2 separate regions of the Ostrinia nubilalis genome follow, and region 2 is linked to region 1. A link is a contact called in public Hi-C data. All regions are on one chromosome and are shown on one strand. The core of a region is the stretch at or near the end of the contact, and the rest is flanking DNA. Distances in the headings are between cores, read along the strand shown.

What was found. Hi-C and Micro-C count contacts between places; a contact is called where the count stands out from the background.
Region 2: a Hi-C map of whole body shows a contact between it and region 1, with 5 times the contacts expected there. The contact joins the promoter of LOC135075303 here to the promoter of LOC135075301 in region 1. A contact is called at or near these places in 3 of 5 Hi-C or Micro-C datasets (whole body and whole larva).

What each region holds. Positions count from the first base shown.
Region 1 is chr10:13,262,520-13,265,839 of ilOstNubi1.1, forward strand. It overlaps LOC135075301 (ubiquitin carboxyl-terminal hydrolase 5), which reads left to right and starts at 1,875. Exons shown (of 17, transcript XM_063969692.1): 1 at 1,875-2,125. The coding sequence starts at 2,021. LOC135075299 (glutathione S-transferase theta-1-like) reads right to left here and starts at 1,672. Exons shown (of 5, transcript XM_063969691.1): 1 at 1,479-1,672; 2 at 1,303-1,393; 3 at 984-1,134. The coding sequence starts at 1,590.
Region 2 is chr10:13,399,216-13,402,537 of ilOstNubi1.1, forward strand. It overlaps LOC135075303 (arginine-glutamic acid dipeptide repeats protein), which reads right to left and starts at 1,312. Exons shown (of 1, transcript XM_063969716.1): 1 at 1-1,312. The coding sequence starts at 916. It overlaps LOC135075449 (zinc finger protein 595-like), which reads left to right and starts at 1,740. Exons shown (of 6, transcript XM_063969890.1): 1 at 1,740-2,207; 2 at 2,342-3,322. The coding sequence starts at 1,840.

The sequences.
Region 1 (3,320 bases), core at 625-3,124:
AATACTTTTAATATTCGGTAATTATTCGGCAATTCAACCGAACATTCGGCCGAATACGAACATGAAAAAAATATGCCGAATGTACCGAATACGAATATTCAACCGAACATTCGGTGCATCTCTAGTACAAATAATAAAAAGTAAAAAAACTAAAACCCAACTACGACAAAAAACGACGCTGAAAAAGCATAAAACAAGATTTTCAGAATACTGAACTGAACGAAGTTGCCAATGTAGTTGCATAGTAATTTTCATGTTCGGAAAGGCGTAGTCACACGTTACTTAAACCTACCTACCGTAGCACTTTGACAACGTGTGACTGCGGTTTTCCAAACATGAAAATTACTATGCAACTACATTGGCAACTTCGTTCAGTTCAGTATTCTGAAAATCTTGTTTTATGCTTTTTCAGCGTCGTTTTTTGTCGTAGTTGGGTTTTAGTTTTTTAAGTACTGATGACGTAAAAATAAAAGCTTGTAAAACCAATATTATCATCTTAATTTTCTTTTTTAGCTTGAATGCATGAATCTTCCATCTTTGAAGTTTTTAAAAATTGAGCATTTTCTAATTTAGTATGAAACTAGACTTCATACTGATTTTATAGGGCCAAATCTGTGCAAGGGTTAAATCAACAAAGGTATCTCTATTAGATTACAAAGGTCAGAGATAAGAAGATATTATTGTTATCATAACTCATGAACAGTGCTGATACTGATGTAAGATAAAAAAAACTACCTATCTAAACATAATGTTATAATAGGCTAGAAGAAAATAATTTAAGAATAGTAGTCCCAAAATAGTAGAAAGAATGTATTTTTTTTAATATTTAGATTGCAGTCTGTTAAATAATGAACATGTGAATGTTTTGTATATCGATGAGGAGATACTATAAAAAGAATGCAGTTTCTAAAACATTCAGTAGCCACAGATTGTGTAAGTAAATCTGGGTACCAAATGATAAAAAGATAAACAAATAAACCTACCTTAACTCTAAAGTACATGGCACAGTGCCATCGCAGGCCTACATGTTGCCACTCCAAATATTCGTCCACCCGAGCCCGTAGTTTGCTATCTGATGGGTACAAGCTCTCAGGAATCATCTTTTCTTGGGCCAAGTATCTGACTATTGCAACACTATAATCAAAATATCAATATGATATTTAACGTTCCTCATCTTTTACCTAATTAATATTTTAAATTATGGAATATTAATGAGCTTAAGTATAGGCAAACCTAATGGCTTGCGTTATATTTAGTAATTCATTTCTATTTCGATAAATGGTATAGGTAGGTACTACAAACCTCTCAGATAAAATAAATCCATTGTGGTCAATCACTGGCACTCTCTGCATTCGATTAATTTGATTAGTGAACTCCTCAGAATAATGTTCAGCTAAATCAAAATGAAAAGTATTAAATTTTACTTTAGAGCTGATAGAATTTTCAATCAAAACTTACTCAAAGAAAAAGTTTGTTACCTTTCCGGAGATCCACATATTTGGGCTCAAAGTCACATTGGACTTTTTTGAGAAGAATAAATAATGTTCGAGATGGTTGGGACATTAAATCATAATACAATTTTAGTGGCATTTTTTGTTAATTTTTAAGTTAGAACTAGGATCAGCGAACTTCGAAACTTTGCTTACAATTTGACAGCCAAAGTACAACTAGTGCTGTGACGCTGATGTGGCGATGGCGAAAAGGGTGAATGCTGTGTCACCACACCACACGCTAATGCAAAGTAATCGAGTGTTGTATCGAGTTATCGACTAAAAAATAGGGACACACCAATCTGAATATTCAATTTCAGAAACATCACTATATTTGGCTAAATTGACTAGCTTCCAGAACAGAACCGTGAAATAAAAAAATATAAAGTAAAATTTTGATTGTCTTCAAATCTTGTTTGATTGTGGTCTTCTTGCATTTTGATTGAATATTTTCGGCGTCGTCGTTGATTTGTTAGATCTCGCATCGCATTTTTGTTCTTCACATAAAGCATCAATAGTTTTAAGATATAATGGCGTCATTGGACCTGTTGACTCCACATTTATCTAAAATAAAAATACCTGGGCCTCAGCAGCTGATTTACAAAGACGAATGTGTTTATTCTTTCGACAATCCGGTGAGTTGCAAAATGTACTCCTTACTTTCTAACCTCTCATTTAGTTATCTGCCGGTAAATAGAACTTAGAAAGTAATTTAGTCAAAATAATAACATTATTTCTTCAGATTTTAACTGTTAAAATGTCCAGTATTACCTGTGTTATCGCCCACGCCTGAAATATTTTGTCTTATCATCTAATATAAATCCTTAAATCTAATTATAACAATAAAAATCAAAAATAATGTAATCTAAACCTACCTCAATAAAATTTTATTTATGTCAATTTCTTTGAAAAAATTACTAATATTCTTACCAGTTGATGTTCTTAACTCTTCATTTGGTTTTGTTTGGTTAATTTCTTATTAGAAAGAAAGAATGAAACCCTACCCTCTGACCAAAAAATGTTTATTCACTGTCATCAACAATACACATAATCAACAGTTTTTAAGAATGTGTACATGTTACAATGATACTGAAAAGGTGTGCCACTGATAATACTGAAGATACTAAAAGCATGGTGTTATAGCATCTGCATCTCAGTAGATTATGCTAAGACGCTGGTCTTCCATGGACACCCAGACATTATAACTGTTTCTCTCCTTATAATTTTAGGTAGTGACAAGTACAGTAGACCCTAGACTTGCAGTAATCTAACATTTTGCAAATAGCTGTTCTACTTATTATCAGATATTTAGAGGAAAAAAAATATTAGCCCTGTGTTGTTTCTGTATTTTATTAGGTAGGTATAAATATTTTTTAAACAAGTTCACACCTTAACATTTTTGTCTACAAAATAAAATTAAACCGGTGTTATAGTATTGTCTTTGAAATATTTTGTGTTCATGAAATTCTTGACAGCTTGGTATACATTAGCAATGGTAGTAATCAGCGACGATTTCATTCCGTTCATAGAGTACGAGCATAATATCAATGACAAAAATGAATCCAACATCACAGGAGTCCAAAATAACAAATTATAGATCAATTCTCGACTCACATACAACTTTTCATTTGGCCTTTTAGTGTCAATTAAATTTATCTTAGTCAATATAATTGTAGAAATGGTAATCGGTACAAAATAACTAACAATGGCCAATGCAAACATGTATAATAACATTTTACTGTTATCAATATAGCACACTTTTGTACACATTACTTCAGATTTTGGCTGTCGATATATTGGAGCACTTATCACAGTTACATTGCCAACGGT
Region 2 (3,322 bases), core at 62-2,561, 140 kb after region 1:
GTTTAATAGGTTTAGCCTTGGATTTCGAGTCATTATCACTTTCATCTTGCCCTTTCTTTCCATTTGGTGTTGTTTGTTCTTTTGATTTGTTTCTGGTGCGCATTCTGCTAGGTGAGTCCTCAGGATTGTCTTGTCTGCCATTGTCAACTTTAGCCAAGTCTCCTGCGTCCCGTGAATCACTATCTTCCTCTGAATTTTCGTCTTCTGTAACTGAACTCATTTCTCCCGCTTCTTTAGGATTGGGAGAAGGTCTAGAACCGTTTGTGTCTGGGACAGCTGGAGTAGCCTCTGGAGTTTGTTCCTTGGGAGTTCCTGCTCTAGAATTCCTAGTGTTACGAACACGACGCAATGATGCTTGTCTTCTTCTCCTATGTGGTCTGTTACTACTAGCACCGGGAGTCTTTTTCCACAAATAATAAAACTCGACTAACTCAGCTGTGTCTTTATGGGGCAACAAGTCTTTTCTTATTTTGAAAAAGTTTTTGCCAAATTGGCGAATACCTTTCACAAACCGTTTAGTTTCTTCCTCGGACCACTTTTTCTCAATTCCTTTAGGGACAGGGCACTTCACTAAAGCTTGCAGGGCACGTCCAGGGTCGTATCCAGAGTCATGGAGAACGTCTAGCGCATTGATAGTGGTGTCGTCGCGACTGGCCGCCATACAGCCGTCGTCGGGGGAGCCGCCGTCGCACATGCCAGCGAAAGCTGCCATCGACCGAGCGGCCCTCAAGTACATAACCAGGTCCCTGTCTGTTGCTTGAGCGGGCAGCCAGCGCAGCTCCTCGCCACCTGGACACGGTTCATCGGGTCCTAGCGGACCATTCAAGCGCATATCAGGCAGGCACGCATAAATATCCTTGTCCTTCACGGGTTGGTTCGGTGTTCCCACTTGAACCTCCCCTTGGTTTTGGGCCATGATTCGTACGTGACCGTCTATTTGCACTGGCACTCTGCACCAAAACTATTCACATGTCACAAAGTCTACATATTGCACAGATATACCATTGGGTAAATGCATTATACCTTCTCTTCACGCGTGTGTTTGATTGTCCGTAGAACAGTAAGTATGCCAATATACATAATTATTACTCCTAATGGCCTCCATTACACGGTGCATTGTGCTTCATAATACGAACTTGTATGATACACACAACTTATAATTTATGACCTCACTAATTTCTATCATAAAAATATTTTTGTTAACTCAGTATTTACGCATATTTTACTATTATTTTAGTAAATGCTATCTACATGCTACCCTTTTGTTTAGCTTCGCCTTTCTTTGGCCACCATAGACAAAAACATTCTATAAAATGGCTGCCACGATTCTACATTTTTATTGTACGTTTCATTACAAGGACATAATTAAATGTAAAAAATCAAAATAAAATGATAGTGGTTTATAACTTGATAAACTAGTTCGATTTGGAATAATTATTCCGCAATATATTTCCTTCAATTTGATAACTTCAAAATATTTTTACACGCACAATTTAGGCAAAATAAATAATGTACAACACGAATATTAAAATGCCTTCGCTATATTAAAGACATTTAAAACTACATAACGTCAAAATGTTTGTCTTTGGAACGTTATGTTCGGTCCACCAAAAACATTTTCAATGGGACGGTGAGCTCCAAGATAGATCAATGATTTTGGGACACAACAAAACTATACTTTGGTCCTCACTGGCCGAGATTGACAGCAGTGACAAGTGTGACAACTCGTAAAGAAAAAAAAGTTGTTGCTTGCTTTGGAAAAATAGGGAAACATGAAAATCTGTGAATTTTCTCGATTTCAGTAAATTTTAATACTGTTGTAAATCACTGAGATCTAAAATGACTTCGGATGAATCAGATGACGAACCGTTGTCGGTGTTAGCAGCTGCTAAAAGATTAAATCCCGAGAAATTTGAAACCTACGAAACTGAAACAACTATTGAGGTAATTCGGCCATCGAAAAAGAAGAAAAAGAAGTACTCACGTAATGATACCGTTTCTATTACCATCAAATTACATCAACCAATAAAAACCACACGACCGCCGAAGATAGTTGAGAGGCCTGCAGATGTATGGATGTACATAAAAGACCTCAATCCTACTGGACCTTACAGCTGTCTGCTTTGCTCGGAGTGGTTCATTAACCGGTCTAAAATAATACTCCACTATATTCTGAATCACAAAAAAGATTTTTGTGGAATTTGTCGGTGAGAGTCTTCTTATTACTTAGTCAATCACAAATAATGGAATGCTGTTTAATCTCACATTCTTCTTCCCAACTTAATTCACTTTTCTGTTTGTAAAATACACCAATATTTATCATTTTATGGTTTTGTTTTAGCTATTTTGTGACTGAAAGAGCAGTGTGGCAAACTCATCAGAAGTTTCACAGTCCGTGGCCATGCTCACAATGTCTAGACAGCTTCCCAACACAGGTCGAATGGCGGAAACACTTCAGTGAGGCTCACAACCTGGTCCATTGCCGCCTCTGCCACTTCAGAACCACAGACGATGATCAATATGACGTGCACTTAATAGAAAAACATAATGTAACTAACACAGAGAGTAAAAATGCAGAAGTCATTTGGGAAGTTGAATATCTAGGCTGCCAAAATTTCCTATGCTTGCTGTGCAATAAAGGAGATGTTTTTTGCAATAACTTCTTCAACCACTACATGGGTTATCACCACTTCACTCTCAAATGTATCACAAACATAATATCTGGTAATGATCCACCTTTCCATGTAGACGGTGCTAATGTTAGTACAGACTTCGTTACAGACCAGTTCAATATCAAAACAGGCTACCTGGAATTGGAGAAAAAGCCAGATATTGCTGATGTGCAAAATGAACAGGATTCAGGGGTAAAACAGGAGCCCCTTAGTGATAATGAAAATAAAGAAGCAAAAAATAGTATTGTAGAAACTTACAAAGGCATTGAAGATTTTGATGTTACCCTAATGGAATTGATTGTGTTGAATAAATGTTATTTTGAGTATGTCAATCAAACGTTAAGCCAGATTAATTCAAACACAGTTCCTGAGGATTCCGGTATAGACTACAAAACTGCCAATGACGATGTTGAATTGGACATAGAATGTGGTGTATGCAAAACCTGTGTTACATCCATCCACACATTTAGCACACATATGTTAAAAATGCATTCTGTGAGATCGGTACCTATTTATTCGTGTAGAGTGTGTGCTACCACATTTGACAGTCAAGGTGAGCTTGAAGCTCATGTGACGGAAGAAATGGGAGAGTTTGACGATCTGTGGTTATGTCAGTTTTGTGACAAAGAGTTTGACAATCGGGAGAATAC